6 separate regions of the Mus musculus genome follow, and all the other regions are linked to region 3. Evidence: chromatin contacts called from public promoter capture Hi-C data. All regions are on one chromosome and are shown on one strand. Each heading gives the region's core, a stretch centred on a gene start, on an enhancer-like site or on the middle of the called end of the contact. The rest is flanking DNA. Distances are from core to core; before and after follow the strand shown.

What was found. Promoter capture Hi-C pulls out the DNA fragments that hold promoters and counts their contacts. Capture Hi-C pulls out chosen DNA fragments and counts their contacts.
Region 1: a promoter capture Hi-C map of adipose tissue shows a contact between it and region 3, with 2.3 times the contacts expected there. The contact joins the promoter of Banp here to the promoter of Cox4i1 in region 3. A contact is called at or near these places in 8 of 39 promoter capture datasets (the C10 cell line, hematopoietic stem and progenitor cells, hippocampal neurons and 4 more), 5 of 484 Hi-C or Micro-C datasets (the G1E-ER4 cell line, embryonic stem cells and regulatory T cells), 2 of 115 datasets of contacts at active chromatin or transcription factors (astrocytes and large pre-B cells) and 2 of 9 other capture datasets (adipose tissue and liver).
Region 2: a promoter capture Hi-C map of liver shows a contact between it and region 3, with 2.5 times the contacts expected there. The contact joins the promoter of Piezo1 here to the promoter of Cox4i1 in region 3.
Region 4: a promoter capture Hi-C map of liver shows a contact between it and region 3. The contact joins the promoter of Zc3h18 here to the promoter of Cox4i1 in region 3. A contact is called at or near these places in 3 of 39 promoter capture datasets (liver and pre-B cells) and 1 of 9 other capture datasets (liver).
Region 5: a promoter capture Hi-C map of pre-B cells shows a contact between it and region 3, with 2.8 times the contacts expected there. The contact joins the promoter of Zfpm1 here to the promoter of Cox4i1 in region 3. A contact is called at or near these places in 1 of 39 promoter capture datasets (pre-B cells), 1 of 484 Hi-C or Micro-C datasets (B cells) and 1 of 115 datasets of contacts at active chromatin or transcription factors (astrocytes).
Region 6: a promoter capture Hi-C map of pre-B cells shows a contact between it and region 3, with 4 times the contacts expected there. The contact joins the promoter of Slc7a5 here to the promoter of Cox4i1 in region 3. A contact is called at or near these places in 3 of 39 promoter capture datasets (hippocampal neurons, liver and pre-B cells) and 3 of 115 datasets of contacts at active chromatin or transcription factors (astrocytes, large pre-B cells and pancreatic cancer cells).

Annotation. Positions count from the first base shown.
Region 1 is chr8:121,948,474-121,953,051 of GRCm38.p6, forward strand. It overlaps Banp (BTG3 associated nuclear protein), which reads left to right and starts at 2,019. Exons shown (of 14, transcript NM_016812.4): 1 at 2,019-2,175. Gm27011 (predicted gene, 27011) reads right to left here and starts at 2,172. Exons shown (of 1, transcript NR_169031.1): 1 at 1,205-2,172.
Region 2 is chr8:122,549,775-122,553,795 of GRCm38.p6, forward strand. Piezo1 (piezo-type mechanosensitive ion channel component 1) reads right to left here and starts at 1,555. Exons shown (of 51, transcript NM_001357349.1): 1 at 1,201-1,555. The coding sequence starts at 1,264.
Region 3 is chr8:120,666,399-120,670,811 of GRCm38.p6, forward strand. Cox4i1 (cytochrome c oxidase subunit 4I1) reads left to right here and starts at 1,827. Exons shown (of 5, transcript NM_009941.3): 1 at 1,827-1,957; 2 at 2,911-2,984. The coding sequence starts at 1,848. Gm27021 (predicted gene, 27021) reads right to left here and starts at 1,744. Exons shown (of 4, transcript NM_001308449.1): 1 at 1,359-1,744. The coding sequence starts at 1,580. Emc8 (ER membrane protein complex subunit 8) reads right to left here and starts at 1,689. Exons shown (of 5, transcript NM_010926.6): 1 at 1,359-1,689. The coding sequence starts at 1,580.
Region 4 is chr8:122,375,334-122,379,606 of GRCm38.p6, forward strand. It overlaps Zc3h18 (zinc finger CCCH-type containing 18), which reads left to right and starts at 1,283. Exons shown (of 18, transcript NM_001029994.1): 1 at 1,283-1,467. Gm39270 (adenomatous polyposis coli protein 2-like) reads right to left here and starts at 1,751. Exons shown (of 2, transcript XM_030243895.1): 1 at 1,028-1,751. The coding sequence starts at 1,738. The coding sequence ends at 1,100.
Region 5 is chr8:122,279,136-122,283,554 of GRCm38.p6, forward strand. Zfpm1 (zinc finger protein, multitype 1) reads left to right here and starts at 3,006. Exons shown (of 10, transcript NM_009569.4): 1 at 3,006-3,387. The coding sequence starts at 3,348. All of the region lies in intron 1 of Gm39269 (a long non-coding RNA gene), which reads right to left. RefSeq lists an enhancer at 3,620-3,863.
Region 6 is chr8:121,904,781-121,909,150 of GRCm38.p6, forward strand. It overlaps Slc7a5 (solute carrier family 7 (cationic amino acid transporter, y+ system), member 5), which reads right to left and starts at 2,906. Exons shown (of 10, transcript NM_011404.3): 1 at 2,286-2,906. The coding sequence starts at 2,826. It overlaps BC048644 (cDNA sequence BC048644), which reads left to right and starts at 3,053. Exons shown (of 2, transcript NR_167716.1): 1 at 3,053-3,233.

The DNA.
Region 1 (4,578 bases), core at 769-3,268, 1.3 Mb after region 3:
CACAGAGTAAATGAACATAGCTTTAACAATCCAGGGCATCAAAACAAAGAGGGTTGGGAAATGGCAGGCTTGGCAAAGTGCATGTCCTGTAGGCACGCGGAACTAAAGTTGAGCCCCAGAAGGCACAAATCAATGGTGCCACCCGTGGTGGGGTGGGCTTGTGATCCCAGAGCTGGGGAAGCGGAGACAAGTGGATCACTGGGGCTCACTGGACAGTCAGTCTCACCTACCCTGCAAGCTGCAGGTCCCATTGAGAGACTGTGGTTTAAAATTCAAGGTGGGCAGCTGCCGAGGGACATGCATGTTGCACGCATGCGCACACATCAGCCTCCCGGTTCTGAACTCTGGCTCTGATTAGTGTACTCTCTGGTTGAGATCTAAACTGTATTAGCACTCGGACTCTCATTCAGCCCTTCATTGCTGCCTACTGGTGCCAACCCACCCTTTCCCCACCATCCACTCATCTGCTTGATGGTTGCACTAAATACATTTGAAGTCCTGGGATGGAGGAGACGGCAACGCCAGGGGTGAAAGGGAGGTTAAGGGGGATGTTAGGGTGACATGCTGGGGATGACGTCACCATTACTCTGTTTTTCCGTGCGGTCAGGCATTCATGTTCAGAACTCTCACAACTACAGTTTTAAAATCTGGGCCCAATTGAGGGGCGGTGGGAGGAGATAGTACAACTCTCTAAGAGTTTCTGGCCAAGTTCCTCGTAGTTCCTCTGGGCTTAGCTTTCTTTCTTTTTATTTTAAAGATTTATTTATTTATTTCATGTATGTGGGTACACTGTCACTGTCTTCAGACACACCAGAAGAGGGCATTGGGTTCCCATTACAGATGGTTGTGAGCCATCATGTAGTTCCTGGGGTTTGAACTCAGGACCTCTGGAAGAGCAGTCAGTGCTTTTTTTTTTTTTTTTTTTTTTTTCCCCAAATGAGACAGGGCTTCTCTGTATAACTCTGGCTGTCCTGGAACTCACTCTGTAGATTGGGCTGGCTCGAACTCAGAAATCTGGCTGCCTTTACCTTCCAAGTGCTGGGATTAAAGGTGTGCGCCACCACTGCCCAGCAGGTCTCATTTTAACAGCACAGTTCTAGGTTGAAATCTTCAAGACAATCCTGAGGTAAAGTGGCACAGGATCAAACCCCAGACAGAGCACAGTGGTTTAGAAGGGCTGTCCCAAGGTTGCCCAGCTGGTAGCTGCACTGAGTCATGGCTTTATTATCGGCACAGGGGAACGGGCAGGAAACAGGTTTTTGTTTTGTTTAGTTTTCTAAGTGAAAATAACTCCTGTAATCCCGGTTTGTAGGATTGCTCACTGCGAACATGCAGAAGGGGACAGCCTGGAAAGGAACACTGACGACAGACCAGGTGCAGAGAACCATTAGTGGCATTTCTGGCAACAAATGCACATCGATGCTGCATAGCTCCTATTGCATGATACGTAAGCATGTCACATATAATCTCTATCACAGTGACAGTGTCCCCACGACCAGCTTGTCCATAAGGAAGTCAGGCAACTTTCCAGACAATGCCACTGAACGAGCCCGGAACGTCTGAGACCGATGCCAGGTAGAGTAGGTAGGACGGGTTTGGGAGCGTACAGCCCATTTGAGCCGCTGACACTACAAGTCCCAGCAGCCCTCAGGGCAGGGAAGGCATGGGGCAGCCAGAATCCGGATGGACTACAAATCCCAGCAGGCAAATCATGGCCGCAGAGACTACCAGTCCCAGGACGCATCGTGCCACACACAGCGCACACTGGGATTTGTAGTCGTCAGGGCAGCGTTAGTGTGTTCACACCCATCAAAGAGGACGTACATTCCTCAGATTGAACACTGGAGGATTTACTGCTTTAGCAAGTAACATGGACGTGAGATGGGGAAGTAAGGGCCCAGCGAGTCAACTCTCGGAGCAGGGGAGGACAACTGCGCATGCTCGTTGGAGTCCGTCGGCGAAAGCGCGCGCCAGAGGCGCCCAGAGCAGGCCCCGCCCCCTTCCCGACCGGCCCCGCCCTTGAGCCGGGAGCCCAGGGAGCCTGCGCTGAGGGCGGGGCGCAGGCCGTGGGGAGGCGCTCGCGGCGCCTGCGCAGAGCGGCTGCTTCTCTCGCGAGGACGGACGCCATTATCGCAGCTCCCCGACAAACACCACGAGAATTCCGCAGCCCACACGGTAATTGCAGCTCCCGCAGCCGGTCGCGCCTCCACTCCCCCTTCCCGCGGGGCGAGAGCGAGAGCGAGAGCGAGATCTCCGGCCGCCCCCGCCCCGCCCCGCCGCCAACCGTCGCCAACGGCCACGGGGCCGCACGCCGGGCTGGGCGGGGGCCGGCGGGCCGCGGGATGTCCGCGCGTCGCCTCCGCGCCTCCACCCGCCGGGGCTGCGGGACCCGGGAAGCGAGCGAGCGAGCGGGCGAGCGGCCGAGGCCCGGCGGCCGTGCTCGCGTGCGTTCGGCTCCGGGGCCTCGGCGCCTCCCGGGCCCGCGCCCGGCGCTCCTGTCACGGGCTCGGCGCGCGGGCGCTGTGGCCCTGGCTCGGCCGCCCAAGTCTCTCAGGACTGAGCCTCGCGCGCTGCGCCCGGGCCCCGCGCGCCGCCCCGCCGCCTAGGTGGCCCCATCTCCCGGCCGTTGTTGGCGCTATGCCCCGGTAACCGGGTGACTTCGCCCTGGTTGGCGCGTCCGCCCGCCTCTGCTCTGCTCTCTGTTGACATCGGGGCCGAGACTGGTGCTCGCTTCCCCACCTAGCGTCACGTCCCCGTCCCGCACAGCCTGGCTCTTTTTTTTCCTTGTTACTTGTGGTGGCCTTTGTTTCTCTGCTCCTGGTGACATTGTAACTTCTCGGAGATAGTGTGGAACCTCCGGCTTCCCTCTACCTCCTCTCTGCCTTTCTTCTAATCTGGGTTGGGGACGCTTTAGGCGGGTGCAGGTAGGTCCCGAGGTCTTTCTTTCGCTGCACGCCTGGTCAGCTCAGGACGCAGTGTTTCAGTCAGCTTTCTTCTTGAGTCCCCAGGGAGCCTCTGCCAAGGACTTCCTTTCTGGTAACTGTTTCCTCCCTGGACCGGCCTAAGGTCTTCTTGGCATTGGAACAGGTCTGCCCTTCGCAGGTATGCTCGGTAGGCGTGTCCTCGAGCGCTGGGAGATTGTCCCAAGAGCCTTTCTTAAAGTCGTTAGAGAGTTTGTCGCCCTCCCCCCCACCCCCGCCCCATTTGGGCACACTACTTGAGTTTCTTTATCTTTCTATTCCTTTTTGATTTTCATTCCAGGAAAGAACTTCAGTTTATCTTTCACCCCAGTGGCGCAGGACTTTTAATTCCAAGCACTTAGGAGACAGAGGCAGGTGGATCTTTGCCAGTTTGAGGCAACCTCGTTTACATAGTGTTTACATAGGCAACCTCCCCTATCTCGGGGAGGGGGCCGGCGAATCCACCATCAGAATTGTAGTTTCTGAGCAGGGCATAGAGAGGTACACACCTCTAGCCCCAGCACTTGGGAGGCAGAGGCAGGCGGATCTCTTAAGTCTGACACCATCCTGCTCTACAGAGTGAGTTCTAGGACAGCCAGAACTACACAGAGAAACCTTGTCTTGAAAAACGAAACAAACAAAAAAAAATTTCTGAATGTATTTGTTCTTTTCCTTTTGTTCAGTAGTTTGTTTCATGAATATGTTTTCTCTTTCAGGCTGAGAAAACTATTAGGGGTTCTTTTCAGTTCTCTTATCTGACTTCTTGTTTATCACTTTTGGGGGGTGGGTGGTAAATGTTAGCTTCTTGCTTTGGATGGCAGGTCCTCCAATAGTGCTAATTATTATTGCTTAAACCTTAGACTTTAAGGTAAGAGGAAACTGGCAGGGGGCCCTGGGTCTGTGGAGAGGGGTTTAAAAATGGTTTTCCCCACTAGTGTCTGGGAGAGGTTGTTACCTCAAGACTTGGAGGACCACATAACAGACACCTTATATCTGGGCTGTTTATGCATCTTCCAGGGTCTGTCTCCCTTTGCTTGGAAGCTGTTTTGCTTGTCAGGGGTGGCTGTGGAGACTGCTGAGGGCCAGGTGGGGCCTGGAGCCCCACTCCTGTGTCCTGCAAGCTATCTAGATCCTCTGTCAGAAGTTTAAGTCTTTGGCTGTGCTCTATTTTCTTGTGAGCTGATTGTACTGTAGTAAGTATTTTAGTGGGGTAAGTGGAGATTGTTTACAAGGCCACTCATCTTGAACAGGAATTTCAAAGCCTGTTGTCTTCATTCAGACAATTTGTCTCCTTCCATTTTTTGCTCTTTGTGACGGATGTGTGCCAGAACATGGTGTCTGGCTGCCTCCAGTTGACTGGGTGGTCCTTTGGTAGGGTACCGGGATGCAGAGGACTGGTCCCACACTGAGATTAGGATGCAGAGGACTGGTCCCACACTGAGATTAGGCACTTGATTTGACTTGTCTGGTGAGCTCTGAGTTTAGCCTCTTCACTTTGTTGCTGGGCTAGTGCAAGTAGCTAGCATATTATGCATGGTTCATTGATCCCGAGGTGCGCAGTGCAGTGTTTGCCGCGCCCATAGCACAGGGATAGCGAGGCGCTGTTTTGGGCTGGCAC
Region 2 (4,021 bases), core at 305-2,804, 1.9 Mb after region 3:
CATCCACCCATTCTGCTTATATTTACAGTCTGACCGTCTACAGGCCAGCGAGGAAAAGAAGCCACAAATGTGGGCCCTAGACCTTGGCTCTCCTAAGTCCGGGCTGAGCTGAGGACAGTATCCGCTGGCCCCTCCTTTCAGAGCTCAATGGTTTTCATTGATTCCTGCCTTGAAAAATCCCCCCCACCCCCCCACCCCGGTCTCACCACATTTTGGTCCTACAAATCAAAACTTGGCCTGTGTGGAAGTCATTGCCCGGGTTGCCTGACACCCCCCGGAGCCTGTTCCTGAAACAGGGTGCACAAGCAGTGTCCGTGGAGAGATGGAGGGAATCACGCACAACCCCCCCACCTCCAACAGATGGACTTCCACGAGGCAGACCAACTTTCACAGTGGGTACACTGACTCTCTGTGGGCTAATTTAATCAGACCCCGAGGAAGGTCACATGTGGAGGGGTGCTGACTGCTTCAGGAGGTGTAAGGGGGTGAGCAGCTGGGCAAGGTGCCCTGGGTGAGGCTGGGAGGGCGGCAATGGAGCCCAGCACCTATGACACCAAAAGAGAGAAGCTCTTTGCAAGAAAGGGACGTATGCCAAGGTAGGGGATCTCCAGTTCTGACATCAGGCAGAGCCTCCTGGGGCGCCCTGTGCCCCAGTCCCTCTGGAAGGTAACCAAGTAGGGCACAAGGAAGACAGGAGCTTAGCATTGGACAGACAACCTCGGAACTGAGACTAAGAACTGCGCCTAGGGCTGGAACATTAGTTCTGGTAGGAAATTTCTGACTTGAAAAGCTCCAGGCAGAACGCCACCTTCTCCCAGATTGGTCAGGAAGTCATGATGCAAGTTTGATTTTTTTCTTTCTTTCTTTCTTTTTTCTTAACTACGAAAGAGAATAGAAAGTCGCGCTCCCCTCACAGCTCAGACACTAACAGCCCCTTGCCCGGGCCTCTCCTCCCAGCCCGCGTGGAGACGCCCAGCGCTATCTGGGGCTCTCGCGGACCCGCGCCTCGCCGTTGCCTGCCGTGCTTTCCACTCGGTGCCCGGGCCGGGCCCGCCGAGGCCGCCAGCGCGCTCACGCCTCTGGAATGCGAGCGCCCTGGGCCGCGAGTCCCGCGGAATCTCCTCGCCTATGCTCGCCCGCCGGGGCGGCGCGGCGCAGGGGGACGCGGACGCAGCCTTCCCGCCCGCGCCCTCCACTCACCCGCCAGGAGCGTGCAGGGCAGCAACAGCCAGTAGAGCCCGGCGCCCAGCACGTGCGGCTCCATGCCCCGCGGCCGGGGGACCGCCCGGGGTCGCGCCGCCGTGGCTAAAGGGAGGTGCGAGGGCCGGAGGAACCGCGCGCCATGGCACTCTGGGCGGGTCTCCGCACGTGCGGCGCGCGGCTGCTGTGACCTCCCGCCGGCCTCGATCTCGGGTCGCCGGCCGGCCCGGCCGCGCCCTCTGGTTCCCGACGGCCGGATCCCGCGCACGCTGGGTTGTCAGCCCGCCCGGCTCGGAACTCACGGCGGCTCGTGGAGGCCGAGCTGGGCCGGACGGCGACGCGGCGGCTCTCTCCCTGCTCCCGCCTGCGGGCCTTTATAAGCTCGGCCCCCGCCCTCCCTGGAGTGCCCGCCTCCGCGCTTCCCCCGACGGCCAGGCGCGCCCAGGCACCCCCTCGCTGCCCAGCGCAGTCTGCTCGAGCGCCGGCCCTACTAGCCTGGCTGGTGCCGGTGACCCGGAGACCTCGACCCGCGCGCCCCCCAAACCCTCCTTCAGCCCAGCGCAGTTACTCGCACTGTGCCCGTGGGGCGCTTCTCCCTGGGGCTCCGGGGCCTGGGACCCGGGGTGGGGGCAATACAAGAAGACTCCCAAAGACCTGACCCACTTAGTACCCACGCGCAACTGCGCCCCTCGTGGTTGGAGCAACTTTCGCTTTGTTCCCCAAGCCGTGATGGCGCAGCGCCCTCTGGGGGCTGTCAGAGTCCCTAACTGTGGCACTGGCGGCCACGCTGGCTAGGCCTTGGTGGTTGGGGTGGAGAGACACCTTACTGCTGTGGCATCAGACAGCTGCATCCCACTGTGGTCTGCGTTGGGGCTTTGGGACTGCTTCCAGTCACACCTGCCCCCACTGTGTGGCTTGGCTTTAGTCAGTGTGCTACAGACAGTAGCAAAAGCTGACAGAGCACCTGCTGTCCCATTGGTGGCCAGACAAGGTCTGAGTCCGGCACGTGCCCGGTACCTCACCCAAGCCGCCTTGGTTTGGCTCAGTCTTCCGTATTAAGGTGGATAGGAAAGACGAAATGAAAAGGGGTCAAGAACGGCACAGTTGGACCAAGTTCAGGATGCACTGGGAAATGAGTAGCATTAGGGGCAGAGGCTTAACCGGGAGCGGTGATGATGTGACCCTTTTGAGCCTCAAGGCACCAGCAGGCTAAAGTCAATCACACTTCAGAACCTTCAATTTTCCAGAACCACCAGAAATGCAGGCTTTCCCTGGACATATAGTATTTAAACTGCCTAGCTTGGTCTCCAAGACTCACCTCTAGTCTGACTCTGAAGGGGTGCTGCTAAGACACGGGAAGGTTCAGAAATTCATTCAGACCTGCTCCTTGAGCAGCAGTTCTCAACCTGTGGGTCGTGACAGCTATGGGCCTTGAACGACCCTTTCATAGGGGTTGCATAATAGATATCCTACATAACAGCTATTTACATTATGATTCATAAGAGTAGCAAAATTATAGGCCGGGCGTGGCCTTTAATCCCAGCCCTCGGGAGGCAGAGGCAGGCAGATTTCTGAGTTCGAGGCCAGCCTGGTCTACAAAGTGAGTTCCAGGACAGCCAGGGCTACACAGAGAAACCCTGTCTCAAAAAAAAAAAAAAAAAAAAAAAAGAAGTAGCAAAATTATAGTTATAGCAACAAAATAATTTTATGGTCAAGGGTCACCACAACATGAAGTGTCTTAAGGAATATTAATTAATTAATTATTAATTAATAATAAATAAAAATAATTAATAATAAATAAATAAGCAATATTAGAAATTAATTAAGCAATATTAGGAAGGTTGAGAACCACTGTCCCAAAGGAACTGAAATGTTTATGTCTCACAACCATTGAAGTAGTTGTAGGGTAAAAACAGAAAGGAACAAACAGGGGAACTCTCAAAAAAACTAAACTGTATCCTACAGTGTTGTAGCAGTTTAAAGAGCATCTGAAGACTCCCTGAATTGTGGGAGCAGCTTCTAAGATACAATGTTACCATTGAAAAACTGGCGCCACCCTTGCCCGCCACAGCAAGTATGCAGTCTTGGCATGCAAGCAAGCCTCCTTCCTTTTGATATCCTGGTCAGTCACACACAAGCATTACCTAGGTCAAAAAAAACTCACAAAACAGACCAGGACAGTGGTGGCACACGCCTTTAATCCCAGCACTTGGGAGGCAGAGACAGGTGGATTTCTGAGTTCGAGGCCAGCCTGGTCTACAAAGTGAGTTCCAGGGCAGCCAAGACTATATAGAGAAACCCTGTCTCGAAAAAACAAAAAACAAAACAAAACAAAACAAAAACCAGACCAGATCCTTAGTATCAGAACATTCCTTCTTGTCCTTTGCCAAACAGGGAGAGGCAGATCAGGCCAGATCAGCAACAGCCTGCCTGGCCCTCAGCCCTGGTACCTCTGTATCACCTTTCTCCCTCTCTCTCTTCCTCTGTCTTTTGACCTGGCTTCATACTTGCTGTGTAGTTCAAGGATAACCTTGAACTGATCTTTGTGCAGCCGACAGGAGGTGTGTAGGATTGCAGGTGTACACCATTACACTGAGAACTGTCCCCAGGGTGAAGAGGATGGCACAGGGCCAGAGTAGACAGAGGGATGCAACTCTGCCAGTAGGGTCCCCACTTTTTCTGAGAGGTGACCAGTCACCCCTACTTGTCTCTACTGGAATTAACATTCCAGGATGCAGAAACACCCTGTTATGGTTTGTATATGCTCAGCCCAGGGAATGGCACTATTAAAAGGTATAGCCCTGTTGGAGTGGGCGTGTCA
Region 3 (4,413 bases), core at 577-3,076:
GCTTGCCAGACCTCTACAAATCCAAGTCTAACTGAGCCCTGGGTTCAATCCACCCCACCAAGTCAGGAGAGAACCTGAGAAGCCTGCCCTACTGTGGAAGGCAGGGCCCAGCCAGGTGCAACTCCCTTGCTAACAGAACAACTTAGACGGTGGCCAGAATCACCCACAGGAACTCTCAAGAGACACTTTAGGCACTAAAAGCACGCTTCTCTTCTGGAACGAAGTATCATCTGCAAACCTTCCTCCTGCTCAGAAAGAATCTAAAAAACATTCAAAATGTGCCCAGTAAACGTGCCGATTTGCCTGTAGGCTCTTGTAGTTTGCTGGAAATTACCTCTGGTGTTTTAATGTAAATTAAATAATGGATGAGCAAGGTGTGGTGGTAGTGCACACCTTTAGACCTAGCCTCAGGAGATGGAGGCAGGCTGGTCTGTGTGTAGGACGCCAGCCTGGTCTACAGAAGAGTCCCAAACTCGGCAAGGCCACAAGAGTGAAACCCTAACCCTCTCCCCCAGAAAACAAAAGAAACAGAAATCAAGGAATGCGAGTCGCGTCGGTAATCCCAGTTCTCAGGAATCTAGAGCAGGAAGTGCTGGGAGTGCCAGGCTAGCATGGGGGGCTACATTCAAAGCAAGTCTCCGATTCAATGCAGTCATTTTGGTGGGAGAGGGGGAGACAGGATTAGCATTCCCTCCTAGGCCAGCTCAGATTTTTAACTTCAGAGCTCATTCTGAGATGTAAATGAGGCTGTGGGGAGACTGGGTGGTTACGGGTCTGATCTGTTTCTCAGGTGCGTCAGGACTGCACCTGAGAGCGCTTCCAAGATGTAGTAAGCAGCGCCTGACCATATCAGTCCAGGGCTTTATAAAGGCAAACCGCAGAGTTAGAATTCCGGGTCTTGCAAATGTCTCTTAAGCAGAGAAACCGAGTTTGATTACAAGCGCAGAAACAGCAGTCCGTATTATAACCTATAATCTTGCTAAAACAGCAAGTCTGGGGCAAAAAAATCGGCAAGTGGACCCACAAAATACAAAAACAAACAAACAAACAAAAAAACCTCTGTAAAACTAGAGATTTACATGCTATAGGCATTTTTTTCTTTGTGGCCTCACAAACACATTAAGTTTAAACTTTAAACGTTACCTATCCCAGATCTCACTAATGTAGACCAGGCTGGCCTCGAACTCTTGCCTCCCCATCTCGAGTGCTGGTTTTAAGGACGTCCACCACACATTCGAGTTTCTCGGTCATCTTACAAAACCTCGAGAGCTCCCCGGGAGCAGCCGCAGCGTCCCGCGAAGGGCGCCCGACTCCGCCCGGCCCGGAACCCCGCGCCGCGGCCTCGACCGCGAGCTTACCAGGGTGAGCGCCACCTCCAGCATGGGCGTCAGAGCCAGCGTGCCGTGGAAGAGCGGGATGCAGTCCACGAAGAGCGTGTGGCTGCCCGCTCCGGGAGGATGCTCCTTGCGCGGCCTCTGCCTCTCGGCCACCAGGAGCCCGTTGACGGCGCAGTGCGGGTACTTGGCGCCGTGGAGCACCATCTTGCAGTAGGCCTGCGTAGTCAGCTTCACGCCGGGCATCGCGACCCACGCACCGCGGTCCTCCGCCACGACCCTCCGCTGCACGCCGTGACGCTCTCGCACCTCCGGCCGCGGCCTCCCGCCTCAGCCGGTCGGCCGGAAAACGTCTGCCGGAAAGCAGCTGCTACCCGCTCGGCCTTTCGCGACAGTTACCGCCCCGCCCCGCCTCGTCCTGCCCCGCCCTGCCCCGAGCCGCGCCGCCCCGCCCCGCCCCGCCCCGCGCTCTGAAACGGACGGGCTTGGGGCGGGGCTTCCCTGATTCCCGCGATGCTTCGCGGCTCCGTCTTGGTCTTCCGGTTGCGGGCCCCGTTCTTCCGGTCGCGAGCACCCCAGGGTGTAGAGGGCGGTCGCGGCGGTCGCCTGGGCAGCGGTGGCAGGTGACGGCCTTGGACGGCGGGTGAGGGTGGCACGGTCGGGGGCCCGAGGACCTGGAGCGCCGGGGCCGGGAGCGGTGCCTCCGAGACGCCCCCGGACCCGGGACTTGAGCGGCTCGGTGACCTTGGGGCGCCCGCTTCCCCGAGCGGGTCTGTTGTCTCGGGTCCCCGCTCCGGCCTGCCGGGCACCGGGCGTTCCCGCTGTGCCAGGCCCGAGGGACAGCGACCTGAGCCCTGACGTCACGCTACGGTTTCTGCCGCCCCGGGCGTTGATTTTTTTTTTCCCGGGCTCGGACGTTCTTTCTCGGGGATCGAATCTCAGGGGTTGTGCTACAGTGAGGCGTGGGGCTCGGGTCGCTGGGGCGGGTGACAGGGTCATCCAGGTCGCCTGCGGGACGCAGGAACGGGAAGCGGGCCAGGGCCTGAGCCTGGGCGGCCTCCTCCCGCTTGCCCTTCGCAGTCTCTGTACAAGTCAATTTTTAAAATAAAACTCAGTCGCAGGAGGTGTGCTACCGTGCTATCTATCTATCTATCTATCTATCTATCTATATATCTAGTTCTAGCAGTTTCAGTCATTTTTGTCTTTCTAGTTAATTTTTTAAGAAGCCGGATTTATAGTCATTGGCCAAAGCCATGTATATTACAGCCCTTGGCTTGATGTAAGGAAGTTCACCCTGTGCCTTCGCATCAGTAATAAAAACCGGATCCTGGGGGCATGCCTCTGGCCTGTAATGCCGGCTCTTACGAGGTAGAGGAAGGTAATAGTGGAAGCTTTCAGGCCAGTCCGTGCCTTAAAAAGTTGATGAAATCATTACCAAAAAAAAAAAAAAAAAACATTTAACATTTCGGGGGATAAGTTGCATTTACTTCCTTAATGTTTTGCCGCAAAAAGACTTTGGCTAAAAGGTGTTTGCTGTCATTGTTAAGAGGTATAAGGGTTTTTTTTTGTCTTTCAGAATGTTGGCTTCCAGAGCGCTGAGCCTGATTGGCAAGAGAGCCATTTCTACTTCGGTGTGCCTTCGAGCACATGGTGAGCAGGACTTTCACTCCCTTCCCTGCCCTTTTCTTTCTCCTCCCTTTGGTTTTTCATGACAGGGTTTCTCTGCATGGCTCTGGCTGCCTTGGAGCGCAGAGACTTAACCTGCCTCTGACTCCCATGTTCTGGGATTAAAGATGTGCACCGCCATGCCCGGCTCAGGACTTTTACTTTCTTTTTCTTTTTTTTTTTTTTTTAAAGATTTACTTATTTATTTTATGTATATGAGTACACACAGTAGCTGTACAGATGGGTGTGAGCTTTCATCTGGTTGTTGGGAATTGAATTTAGGACCTCTGCTCGCTCTGGTCAACCCTGCTCGCTCTGGTAGACCCCGCTCATTCTGGTCCAAAGATTTATTTATTATTATACATAAGTACACTGTAGTTGTCTTCAGACACACCAGAAGAGGGCATCAGATCTCATTACGGGTGGTTGCTGGGATTTGAACTCAGGACCTCTGGAAGAGCAGCCAGTGCTCTTACCTGCTGAGCCATCTCACCAGCCCCCGACTTTTACTTTCAAACAGGCAAACTAAATGTCTTTTTGCCCCTATGTCTCAGGTCCTGTGCTGGGATTTTTTTAACAAAGATGCCTGGTAGCTTGGCCTTACCGGGATTTTAGGGAGAGATGAGAATTTGAACAGGGCGTTTGCCTGCTTGAAGGAGCATGGATAAATCCTATTAGTCTGGGTCTTTGCTTGCTTTATTTTCTTCTTACATTTTTTTCTCTCTCCCTTCTTCCTTCCCTCCTTCCTCTCAGTCTCACTGTGTAGCTCTGACTGGCTTTGGACCCACAGGGTTCCAGACTGTGCCTCGTGAATGCTGTGGTTAAAGGCAGGACACCACACCTGTAAAGTTCTGTCCCTCTGTCTGGCGCCATGTCTGTCTTTAATCTTTTCCTGCCACAAGCCTCTGTAAACGCATAAAGCCCGCTTCTGTTGCCATCCCAGAAGCATGAAGCGAAGGGAGGCTGCTGGGCTTGAGTCTGAGCTGTGTGGATTTCACCTCAGCCATGGGCCAGCTGCTGGTGTCCTAAGGCTCTGCAGCAGTGAGAGTGCTGTGTCCTGTTGCTCTCCCCGGGGCACCATAGGTGCAGGCTGAGACAGAAGGGTGTTGGGTAAGGGAAGTCCCTCTTTTATTATCCAACACGGAAAAGACATGCTCCATCTCCAAGCACAGATATCTGTGACAAGACCAGTTTTTGTCTGACTTGGCTGTCATTTTTTGGCAGTCTGGCCAGTGGACAAGGAGCTGCAGTCTCCTTGTTGTCCTCTGTGGACATCTGTGCCCACAGTATTAGAGCGCTTTGGGAGCCTGCTGGGGCACTGCTGTCAGTTGAGGTATTCATGGTGTGAGGTGACTGAGAAGAGATCTGAGCCTTAACATCTGACAACCCGGGCAGCGCTTGCCTGGGGTGGGAA
Region 4 (4,273 bases), core at 33-2,532, 1.7 Mb after region 3:
AGGGAGAACCTTCTGTCTGACCTGATTGGCAGCCACCTTTAATCCCAGCACTAGCATGATCTCTCAAATAGCTCTCCTTGGTATCTATTGAAGGACACCAATCTATGAGATCCAGACCCCACCTTTATACCCTCACGGAGAGGCTCTGCTTTGAAATCCATACCAGCTTGGTGCTAGGACTTCACATGTAAGTAACTTGGAGGGTGGGCGGCATAGTTCAGTCGCATTATGGAGTCAAAAGTATTCGACTTGTCATGACTGGCGCCTTCCTAGGCGTCCTCGGTGTTTGTAGCATGTGTCTGAACTTCATCCCTTTCTGTGGCCCAATTAATGCAGGACTGTAAGACCAGAACTCCCCCCCCCCCTTATATCAGTTTATGGGCATCCGGGTGGTTTCACTTTGAGGAAGACAGGCAGCCCCTAACCAGTAAGACCAAGATCAGATTCAAAATTTGCAAGGGGTCAGTACCTAATGATCTCCGTACCTTTTATCAGGTCATGGGGGGGGGGGGGGGTTGGACTTCGGGCTCCAGCAGCTGAGCCCCATCTGGGTAGTAGGAGGGGACTGAAAAATGACCCAATCAGTTTAAGTCCTCCCCAGGGAGGTTACACTGGGTCACGGTAATTTAACGATGCCAGAGATGTTTAGCGTCACAGAAACAGGTAAGAGGATCTAAATCCTTCAACTCCAAAATCTTTTTTTTTTTTTTGAGGGTACCAGGGCCTCGCACATACTTGGCAGGTGCTGTCTCAACCTCAGAGCTACACTCCAGCCCCCAAAACACTTTTGGTCAAGTATTGATTTTTTTTTTTCCGAGACAGGGTTTCTGTGTAGCCCTGGATGTCCTGGAACTCACTCTGTACACCAAGCTGGCCTCGAATTCTGAAATCCGCCTGCCTCAGCCTCCCAAGTGCTGGGATTAAATACAGCCCGGCAAAATATTGATATTTAATAAGGCAGAAAGTTCGTGCCCTGAAGAAACGAATGCTAAGTTTTCAGACCCTGGAAGTGTCCACTCGCACTCACCAAGAGCCTCAAAGGGCTTTCCCTTTCCGGCACGCATCCCGCCTGCTCCTCATCTGATCTCATCCCAAGCAACTACCACGAAGAGCCACCGACTGCGCACGCGCCGCCAGGAGGCCCGCTAGAGGGCGGGGTCGACCTCGGTGAGCCTGCGCAGTAGCAGAGCCTTGGGAGCGCGCGCCGCGGAGGCGAGGCCGGCGGAGGCCGGAAGGAAGTGCGGAAGAGGGCGGGGCTAGCGAGGGAAGCCCGCCGGTTCGCAAGACGGCCGTCGCGGCCTGATGACGTTGCACAATGGCCGGCCCCCGCGGGTAGTGGAGCCCGTTTGTTCCGCCCGCGTCGTGCCCAAAGCCGGAGCCAGTGAGGAGCGAAAAGGCTGAGGAACGTCTCGTCCACGCTGCCCCCACCACAGCGGAGCCGTGGCCGCCTCCCGTCTTCGCGTTGAGGTAAGCTGGGCCGGCGGGCGGCGGGGAGAAGGCCGCCCCAGCGGCGGCGGGAGCGAGGCCCCGGAGCCCGGCGCCGCCTCCCGAGCTCTCGGGCGCGCCCCCGGCTGTGCGCAGCCGCGGGCCGAAGCGCGGGCCGGGACAGCGGGCAGGCGCGAGCCCGCTGCGGCCTGGGACGTCCGGGCGGGTGCCGTGGCGCGCCGCGGTCTGCCGTGGTGAAGTTGCTTTTCCTGAAGCTGTCATTTTCCCTTCCGGGCCACTCGGCGTGGCACATGTTCGCCGCCCACAAAGGGGAGCGGATCGCGCAGGTTGGCTCGGGAGGAGGCCCGCTTGGACTCTCGACGGGCTCTGCAGGGAACTTTGAACTCTCTGGAGCCTCCTGCAACTTGCTCTCGCAACTTCAAGCGAGCACAGGTTGGACGGACCCACTGTGCTCCAAGAGTCCCGGGTCGCTTAGGAAGTGTGACCTCCTCGCCTCTTGGACTGTGAGCTTAGAGATGCCATTTCTTTAGTGTAAAGTAGCCAGGCGATTGTAGTGCTAGAAGGAAATTAAACTAAGACCTATAGTCTCGCCCCTACTAGATACTTAGTTTCCCGTATACTTTTGACAGCTGAGTTTACCGGGCACAATAGCTGTTTCAAATGAGCTTTTTCTTGGCACTTATTAACAAGAGTAATCTTCAGACCCATTTGAGGGTAGTAGAAGAAGGCATTTGTTTCTTCTTCATCACATTACCTATCCCAAGGCAGAGGTTGAGATTCTCTGTCCCTAGGCTAGTTCCCATTTCCCAGCCCCCTGAGAGGAGAATGCGAATGATCTGAACACGTTTGAAGCCAGCCAGTTCTGGAACCAATCAATATGTCCCCAAAGCTGAAACTCCTCTCTAGTCGTAGATGGGGAATGCTCAAACATTTTAAGAGCACTTCGGATTTACTTCCTGAACACTCAGCAGGTAAGTTTGCTTTGCTCATCTCCAAAGAGATAGCTTGTCATCTGCAGACCATCCCAAGGAGACCATCTCCTTACCGAAGAGTTTTTGCAGAGCTTAAGTCACTTTGCGGGTGGTGTTTTCAACATCCTGACATTCTTGCTCTATACATGGATGGAGCTATGAATAAGTTTTTTTAACCAGGCATAACAGAACTTAGACATCAACATAGGCTCTGCTCTGCTAAACTTCATCTCCCACAGCTGAGTATGGTGGCCCACACCTTAATCCCAGAACTTGGGGGGAAGCAGAAGCGAGGGGGTCTCTTAGTTCCAGCTAGCTTGGTCTACATAGTGAGTTCCAGGACAGCCAAAGCTACAAAGTGAGACCTTGGTTCAAAGGAAAAGTCGTTTTCCAGAAGTTGTATTTGTGTGTTATCGAGCCTCCTTAACAAAACCTACTTGGAACACGTTTCTCAGTAGTAGGCCAGTCAGTGGTGACCAAGTCTTTAATCTCAGAACGCAAGAGGCAGAGGCAGAGGCAGGTATATCTCTATTGGTTCGAGGCTAGTCAGGGCTACGATGAGAAACCCTGCCCCCCTCCCCAAGTCATACCCCATGTTTGCCCAAGAGTTGTTTTAACCTGAATTGGTAAATTCACCAGGCCAGGCTATTAAGTAGCTTGTAGCAGTTGCTGAAAATGACCCAGCTGTGAGGAGACCACGACATAACTGTTCTGTCAGTAGTAGAGTGGTTGGAGTCAGTTTGGCCTTCCTGAGCTGCTGCTGACACAAGAGCAGAACGCTGCTCTGGAGTTCTGTTACAATGTTTTACAAACAGGCAACTTTATTAGATCTCTTTCTAGTATGCAACAGGTGGTTCCTGGATTCATGGGGTTTTGTCGTTTAGTCAAGCATTTTCCAGTATGTCAAATGCAGCTGGGGACAGAGATATTGAAAGACTGTCATTCCACCCCTGAACAGGTTCACCATTGTGGATAGGAGGACTAAAGGTTAGTTCTAAACTTTGTGAGAGTCCTGCACTACTGGGTTAGTGGGTAAGAAGATTGTAAACATTGTAGCTGGGCTGGAGGATCCCCGGATTCACAGCTTATATGTAGCACATGAGTTCCCTGCAGCCAGCAGAGGGTAGCACACAGAATTAGTCTTTTTTTTTTGTTTTGTTTTTGTTTTTGTTTTTGTTTTTGAAGACAGGGTTTTTCTGTATAGCCCTGGCTGTCCTGGAACTCACTTTGTAGACCAGGCTGGCCTCGAACTCAGAAATCCGCTGCCTCTGCCTCCCGAGTGCTGGGATTAAAGGCGTGTGCCACCACCACCGAGCGGCAGAATTAGTCTTAACAGAGAATACTGATACCTAGAGAGACAGTGGACCTTTTTGGAGCATGGCTGGAGATCAGTCCCTCTACTGATTTCCCAGTATGGGCTTTTGGAAACAAGATCCCAACTTATAACAGCCTTCAAACAAACTATTGGAGTTTGTGTGCTGCAGTTAGATGGACAGAGTAATGCACAGTGCAAGAAACAAGATTCCTAACTTAGAGAGGAATTCTGGGGTTTGAACTACCAGAAAGGAAGAGAGAAATTTTATATGTTTGAGCTTGTTTATAACTTGTCATTGGTTGCTCAGAACAGCCTGTGATCCCAGGAGTCCTCTGTCCTTCGCTGCAAACACACACCAGGACAGCTATTCGCCCCACTACTTTATGGCATGTGTGCCAATAATTAACTGCCTTTACAGATCAGAAGTTGACTTACTCCTGGCAGCCAAAGTAACTGTAAATTCATCTGGAGGGTGGAAAAGCTCACTGGGCATGCACACAGAACACCAGCCTCTTAGAATTCTCAAGATAGTTAGCCTGGT
Region 5 (4,419 bases), core at 1,756-4,255, 1.6 Mb after region 3:
GACCTATACCTAGGAACACCCTGCTGCTTTCTGCCTGGAAGATGCCTCGTCACCCATTGAGACCTACACAGGGTCCCAGGAGAAAACCCAGGACAGTTCTGAAGGGGGCTCCAAAAGTGCTGACAGTGGCACCCATGCTGTGTGCCCAGAGTAGGTGCTGGCAGCCTTCACGCCTCTCAGCAAATCTTCAGAGGATTTGCTACTAAGCCTTGGGTCCCCAGAAGAGCAGGAGTCCCTGCAATCACAGCAGGGCTTCCCTGCCCTGAGCAGAGTCCTCCTGCTCCACAAAGAATCTAAGGGCTATAAGGCCCTTAGCTGAATCGATCCTGTTTCCCTGCTGGCTCTGGTCATGAACTTGCCACTCCCAGTAGACAGAGGCAGGAAAATTGGGGTCCACAGTGGGAGCTCGGTGGAAGATAGAGAAAGGAAGGCCATCAGGAAGCTGCGAGCCCAGACCGTGGCAGGACCTTCTGCTAGGCACAGAATCTGGGAGGACACATGTCCCCAGATGGGAGGCTGTCTGGGATTCTTCATTTTAAAACAGGCGTCCCATATTTTCATTTTGCTTGGGCCCTGCAAATGATGCAGCTTGTCCTGGCCGGCAGGCTCTAGGTTGCTAGCTAAGTATGTCCTTCTGTCCCAGCCTGGGCTATGTATACATAGCATCATACAAGTAAATCAAGTCGGGCAAAGAATGGCCCCATCTCACCTTCCTGCATCCCAGGAAGACATTACTAATCAAAAGCCACAGTTTTCTCTCATGACTCTCAGATGTCCACTCAACGCTGCTCTTATCCAGCACTTCCAGCCTGAGTGTTACTTACCGAGTACCCAGCCTCTCACCATATGCCAGCCTCTAGTCACCTCCCAGGACTCCCAGACCCTAAGCCTCATCTCCTTGTAAAGTGCTCTTCCCTTAAGAAGATGGAAATAGACAAATTATGCCTTGTCCAGTTCGTAAGCATCTTGGGGCTACTAGACTGAGAAGACCCAGCCAATGTGGGGACCCCAGCTATAGAAGGATGGCTCCTCTGAGAAGAGCTAGAAAGCCAGACAGCCTTGTACAAATCTTGGATCTGGGCCTTGGTGTTCCTGTATGACCAACAGAGGGGGCAGCATTCAGTCCCACTAGCCAGTCCTGCACAGTGCCCTTCACTGAGTGTACAGGGTGTCAGGGAAGAGGCGACCACCTCTCTCTTCTTTGCAAGGACCTCAGTATCAGAAGCTGTAAAGAAATAGGTCTCATACCCAGAACGCCTGGTACCTGGCATCTGGCAAACTTCCAAGGGGACATGGATGGTGACAGTTGTACCAACCGAAGACTGCCTACCAGGTAGGTGGGGGACCATGTGTCTTCTCTGTGGAGACCTTTCTGATTCTCTGTGTGCTATGAAGAGAGGCAGTAGACATCAACGGTGCCCATTTGGTTTGCTTTGGATGAGGACATGACCCCATCCGAAGCTGCGTTGATCTTGTGCATGTCTCAAGTTTCAATATCCTCACAGAACAAGAGGCACATTCTTGACCTGGGTCTGGAGCACACTGCGTGGGCACTGGAAACCTGCCTCCTTAGGCTGTGACAGCAGAGGAAGCTGGGGGAATGGGGGAACACCTCCTTGGCAGATGTTCACTGTGGCATCGGCTGCGGTTAAACAAGGCCAGCTGACCTCTGGCTCCTCCCGGATTTCCGGGCAGGTCTGAGTTCAAGAAGGAAAAACCTGAGGTTCCCTCCCCTCCCCTCCAATTAGGCATAAGACTGAACCACTTGAGGCTACCCACAGTCATCGGAAGCTGCAAATCTCATACTGAAGCTTCCTTCTGGATCAGAGTCTCTGTCAACTTTCAAAGTCCAGCAAAAATTTAGTGTCCAGGCCTCGGGCATCCAGACCCCACTGCTGGCTCCCTGAAAGGCACAGCTTCAAGGGGCAGCACAACTTAAGCCATGGGGGCGGAGCTCCAGAGCGGAGGGGCAGGGCCAGACAAGCTAGGGGCCTGTGCCGCGGGGCTGCTGCACAGGTCTCCAAGGGGCAGAACAGGTCTCCAAGTCCTAAATAGGCCTGCGGACATAACCTCAGGAAACTACAACTAACTAAGAAGGCTAGAGGTCTATCTAGAAACGAGGGTGGGAATTCGGGACAAGGCCGGCGCGACCTGGGGCCAGCCCAGGGGCCAGCCCGGAGGAGGTGAGGACAAAGCTGAGGATTGGACAGACGTGGGCAAGGCCTGTGTTGGGGGCGGGGAAGGACCAGGCCTGTGCGAAGGACTACGGAGCAGAGGCGGGGCCAGGGAGAAGGCGGGCCTACGGAGGCGTGGCGAAGGCAAAGAAGGAGGAGACGTGGGCGGAGCCAGCACCTGGAAGGGCGGGTTGTGGGCGTGGCCAGCAGGGTGGCAAGGAATACAGGGGCGGAGCCCGTGGGAAGGACTAGTAAAGGGGCGGGATCAGTTTGAGGACAGCTGAGGCTGTGCTCTTGTGAGGAGGACGAGCAAAGGGAGTCAACAAGAGAGTGTAGCTGAGGAGCAGGGTCACTGTGAGGGCGGGGCAGGGGCAGGGACAACGTGGGGAGGACAACTGATAGGCGGGATCAGGGTAATAAGGTTGCTGAGGGACAGGGTCGACGAAAGGAGGACGGCTGAGGAGCGGGGGTCAATGTGAGGAGGACGGCTGAGGGGCGGGGTCAACGCGAGGAGGGACGGCCGAAGGGCGGGACCAATGTGGGAAGAATCGGCTGAAGGGCGGGGTCAGCGCGAGGAGCACAGATGAGGGGTGGAGCCAGCGCGAGGACAGAAGGCCCGGCCCAGGCTGGGTGAGTACGCGGAAGTCGGTGCAAGCAGAGAAAAGACGAGCGCTAGTTTGGGGCGGGGCCAGTGGGAAGGACGGCCTGAGGGCGGGGTCAGCACGGGTGGGAAGGCGCTACCGCGGAGGACGGTCCGGGGCGTGGCGAGAGGCGGGGCCCGCCGCCAGCTACGCGAAGGCCCCGCCCGCCTGGCCAGCCTGCGGGGAGCGCCCTGGCGGCGGCCGCCGGTTCGCCGCTCGCGGCTCGCAGGTTCCATTGAGAAAAGCTGAGCGGCGGCGGCGGCGGCGTCTGCGCCGGAGCAGAGAAGCCGCCACCAGCCCGCCGCCCGCCGGGCAGTCCGCGCGCCCGAGCGCAGGGCCGTGGCCTCGGGCCTCCGCGGCGGCGCCGGCGGCCCACGCGCGGCGCGGCGGGCTGGGGGCGCGGGCCGAGGCAGCCGTGGAGCCCGCGGGCCGGGGGCATGAGCCGCCCCGCTACCCCGCCGCGCCCCTGCCGCCCGCCGCCGCCCGCCAGGGGCTAGAGGCGGCCGCCGCGAGGGCGCGCGGCGCCGGAGACATGTCCAGGAGGAAACAGAGCAATCCCCGGCAGATCAAGCGTGAGTCAAACTTTGCCCGTGGTGCCCGCCAGACCCCCGCTGGCGCCCCGCCGCCCCGCGCCGCCCCTGCGCGGCCGCCCAACCCCGCTGCGCCCGCGACCTTCACCCCGCGCCGCGCCCCCCGCGCCGAGTGCCAAGCGCGCCGTAATCTAATCTCTGCCGGCGGGCAGGGCCCCCGCGTCTCAGCATGGGCACCCAGGGGGTCCGGGCCCCAGAGAGGGTGGCGGGTCCCGAGAGCCGGAAGGAGAGTGTCTGGGGGCGCGGCTCCAGCAGAGCCGGGCCACCTCGCAGCCTGCACCTCCCCCGCATCCGAGATGGTGCGGCGATAGGGCGGCCCCGATCTGGGCTCAGATAAAGTTTAAAATATTCCATTCTGCAAGTCCCATCCTGATAAGATCGCTCTGTCGGGACGGGCTGAAATTGTGATCTTATCTGGCGTGCTTGACTCTCCCAGGCTTTGTATCTAGAGGCAGAAGGAGAAAGACCTGGGAGTAAGGGGGACTTGGGACTGCGGGGACCGGCCGGCGCCCACCGCAGCGCTTTGGCTGCAGAGCGACAAGGCAGCGGAATAGGTAGTGGAGGCTGCTCCAACCTAGGCATTTGGCACTGGCTGACCAAACCCCCTTTATCCGCTCCGGCTCTGGAGTTTTCGATCCGACCTCTGCCTGCTGGGGGACATGTGGAGATCCGACCCACCAACTGCCCCTAACAACGCTACACGAATGGATGCCCATGGGCACCGCTCTCTCCACCTCCATCCGAGGGGTTATCCTGAACCATCCAGGGACCTCAGGCACTCAAACGTTGTTCCCGAGTGAAGTTTCTCGCAGGTTCTCCCGTGGGCACTTTCCCGAGCAAGGCAGACCCTATAATCCTACATCATCCGTGCCCCCCTACAGTAAGACCCTCCTGGGCTCTTGGGGCTACCAGGTTGCGGGGCCTCTTGGCTGCTCTAGGAGCGAGTAAGCACACAGGAAGAGCTCCTCCCCACGCCACACCAATAATAACTTCGCGCCTCTCCCGGCAGGGCGC
Region 6 (4,370 bases), core at 1,656-4,155, 1.2 Mb after region 3:
GCGCCTTTAATGCTAGCACTCTGGAGGCAGAGGCAAACAGTTCTGTGAGTTCAATACCAGCCTGCTCTACAAAGTGAGTTCTAGGACCACCAGGACTACACAGAGAAGTCTTGTCTCAAAAGCAGAACAAAACCAAACAGCAAGCCACGAGATGGTCCCTAGGCCTCACTCACACGGGCTCTCGGCCACCCAGAACAATGTGGAAAACAAGTCTTCCAATCATCATCAAAGACTCCGCTCCAGGCTGCCCGCATCAGGCCTGAGGTTGCAGGAGGGAGCCAGACTTGTTGAGAGGGAGATGGCCTGCACCTTTACCACCAGTGGGTTCATTCGGGATGGAGGCCAAGTCATTTCCCAATCCAGTCTTAACTAGGTGAAGGAAACTTGTGGAGAGACAAACACAGAGGACTCCAGAAGACTCAACCACGTAAACCAGACCTCTGCCCTAAAACCTGACTCTCAGTGCTTCCTCGGGGTCTTTCCTAAGGCATGGAAGCCAGGGAACACTATGTTCCCCAGAAGTGCCCTCGAGAAAGAACAGGGCACTCACTCCATGAACACTGAAACTCTCCTCAGAGTGCAATCCTCCGGGAGCCGGCGCCCAGGCCTTCAGAGACCTGGAAGAGCACCTGGACTCTTGGTATAGCATTGGAAATGTAAATGAGCTAAATACCTAATAAAAAATGGAAAAAAAGAAAAAAAAGAAAACAAATTTTAAAAGAAAGGACATTTGCCAGCCCTCAGTGCTCACAGCCTCCTGTGGGCAAGCATTGCTTCCCATATGTCACTAGCACCTGCAGTTTCCAGAACTATCTTGACAAGAGTGTGGGCTCTTTAAAGACAGCCATGCCAGCCTGGCATGATGGTACACACACTTACTGCCTGCACTTGGGAGACAGAGAACTGCAGACCAGCCAGGGCTGCATAGCATGAGCCTGTCTCAAAACCAAGCAAGCAAGCAAGCAAGCAAGCAAGCAAACAACAAACCTTAAAGGTACCCACGACATTCCTTATCCCTAAAGAGATTACCATCCATAAGGAGAACTGGACAATTAAAATTGAGTATGCAGTGTCCCGTTTGAGGCCAGGCTCTCCCTGGACTGCCCAGTGCTTTTGAAGACCAACTCTAGCTATGACGGTTTACACATGAACCAAGCACACAGAAGACCTTACTGGTCATCATCCAACTGGCACTACAGAGCAGAGTGGGTGGTCTCAGAATTGAAGGGCACACCCGGCTGGGTCTGATAACAGGAGACAGTCTCAGGGCCAAAGCCAAAACAGGCACTGGCATCGAGCAGTGGCCCCAGTGCTAACAGCAGCCCCGGACTTCCATGGCTCACAACCAAGTCTAGCCCACCTCCCCATCACCCTCTCTGTGTGCACTATCAACACAGCTCTCAAAACAAACAGATACATCGGTCTTAGCTGCCTGAACTCATCTGTAATTTTGAAAGTAGCATGATTTATTTCCAGGTTGCTCTCCACCACCAAATCATGTGGCATTTGCTTCAAACGATCATTTTCCCCCAGTCCTGAAAAATCACACAACTGTTTTTGAAAGCAGAAATCAATCCGTCTTGACCTATGCGTCCCATAAAGGCTACACTCAACAGCTGTTACCTGGCACATCTTGGGACCCCTCAAGCCCACCCACACAGACTGTCGTCTGTCTGCAGCCGAGTTTCTTTTAGTCCTTTACTGACAGGCAGGCTTTACACGATTCCGCTACTCATCTTAAACGAGCAAGCAGCCATCACTACCACACACAAATTTATTACTACTGTTTTCTTATGAGTCAGCCAGTTCACTGATTCCTGATAGGCCGGTTTTAAGAACATAAGTGATTTTTTTTTTTAAACTGCAATTTCCCTCTTAGCAACCAGTCAGCAACTGAAGCTGAAACAGGAAACTGGCATATCTGCCACTCCACGTGGTGCTTTGCTGAAGGCAGGGAGTGTATTGCTCTCACCCGGGACAGAGTAGATCTCTCGTACTTAGAATTCAGGTCGGGAAGCGGGATGCCTGCCGCGGGGTCAGAGCCGCGACCCACTGAGGTCTCGCGAGGGCTGTCCCGAAAGCATAGACACTATGAATGGATTAAAGAAACGCACGTGGGTTCTGGGGCCTGTGACTTTAGCCTGGAACTGCCGAGATGGTTCAGGGATGGACAGATGGAGGGATACTGGGATGGGTGTTGCCGAGCTGTAAACGCAGGAACCTTGGCTCGCGCCCACCCGGCCCCGCCCCAGCCCGGCCCCACCCCAGCCCGGACCCCTACTTACGCACGCAGAGGCAGGCCACGAGCTTGGCAGCTTCCTCGGGCACCGGACAAGTGGGGAAGACCGGCTTGAGCAAGTAGGTGGCGAAGACCAGCGCCACGATGTACTGCGAGGAGGGCCGAATGATGAGCAGCTCGATCCAGAGCTTGAGGAAGGCGGGCAACGAGCCGTAGACCTCCAGCATGTAGGCGTAGTCGCCGCCTGACTTGGAGATGGTGGTGCCCAGCTCCGCGTAGCAGAGTGCGCCCACGATGGAGAAGACGCCGCACACAGCCCACACCACGAGCGACAGTCCGGGCGACCCCGCTTCCTTGAGCACGCCGGTGGGCGTCACGAAGATGCCAGAGCCGATGATGGTGCCCACGATGATGGCCACACCGTTGAGCAGCGTGATATTGCGCTGCAGGGTCACGCCTTCGCCCTCGGGGTCCGCGCCGTCCCCGCGCCGCGCCTCCAACATCTTCTCCCGCGCCTGCCGCTCCTCCTCCGCCGCCGCCGCCGCCGGGGTCGCAACCGCGCGCCTCTTGGCGCCCGCGACCGCCATGCTCTCGGCGTTCCCGGCTCGGCCTGGATACCCGGCGTGCGCGCGGCCGAGCCGCTCTCCGCGTACTGAGAAGTGCGTCTGCGTCCGCCCCGCCCGCGCGGCCTTTTATCTCTACCGTTACCCGCCCTCCAGGCTCCGCCCATCGCCGCTGCTGTTGGTTCAGCTCGCAAAGGCCCCCGCCCCCTCAGCCCGCGCGACCCCGCCTCCTTCGCGGGCCCCCGCCCCCAAGTCTGTTAGAGCACGTGGAGCGTTAAGATCCTGAAACTGAGGACTACTGATGTGTTTAACGCGGCGTGACTACTGATGGGTTTATCGCGGCGTGTTTCACAAGATCCGAATGTTGTACGCGGGTGGAGAGTCGACTCACACCTCCTCACAAGTCCTGTGCAGGATGTCAGGGCCGATTGGTAAGGGCGTGCTTCTTCTCCCGCCCCAGGCGGCGCAGAGGACTTGTCAAGGGAGAAAGCACCGGAAGGGGGGTGGCTCAGTGTATAGTCCCAACACCTGCCCGGAATCCTGGCCCTGCCTCGCGGGTGTTTATCTCCGCTTCCTCCAGTGTGCATATCCTGTGCGTCTGGGAGATGAAGGATAAATATCTTATCTAGGATAAGTGGGGGTGGGTTGTGGGGTGAGGCACCCCTATAGTCCAACTTGGTCCAGAGGAAACGAGTCTGAGGGCGAAATGATCCGTCAGCTCTGGAGGAAACGGAAGAATAGACCAGAATGGTAGCCAGCTTACTCCTGGACTTAGATATCCATCTGGTCCCAAGGAGGGTCTTGACAAAAGCTCGATTAGTGGTACACCCAATCTGGAGAAGCAAGTTTTAGAAGGGAACCAACCCAATCTACTGTAGGGTGAAAGGGCTTTAGGTTGTCATTCTTAGGAAATCTTAGGTAAGAGGGTTTTTGAGATAATGTGGTCACACATCTGGAAGGTTCAGCATCCCAGGCCTGGTGCCATCATCGTGGGCACCATTATCAGCTCTGGCATCTTCGTGACGCCCACCGGTGAGCTCAAGGAAGTGGGTTCAAGCCCTCGTGGTATGGGCTGTGTAATTTGAGCTGATGGTACGCTTGGAAAATTTCATTGGTCAAGATAAGTCCAGGAGCCCCAAGACCCCCTCCTTTTCACCAGCTGTTCCATTTTCTGTCCAAAGGAGTCCCCAGGAAAACTCACAGACAAGCAGAAGGGAAGGTGGGGGGGGGGGCTTAATTTAAGAACCTTCAGACTTGTAAGGATACAGAGCCCTGTATGCTCTGCTAAACTGTCCAGTCTGCCAAGCCTTCCCCACTGCTGAGGCATGACCAATGAAGAAATTCAAACTTCTCCCCATCTTTGGATCTACTGCTGCAGCCAAGAATGCCAGAGCTGCCCCTTGGAAGCCCATGTCGGGGAGGTGTTCAGCCAAAGACTCCAAGGGTCACTGGAGCTACCTCCCCCAACCCCCAGTATGTCAGCCATTCACAAGCAATGACAAGCTGGTATCTCTGTAGCCTGAGCAGTGGGAAGCCATGGAGCTAAAAGGTCACACCAACATTAACCA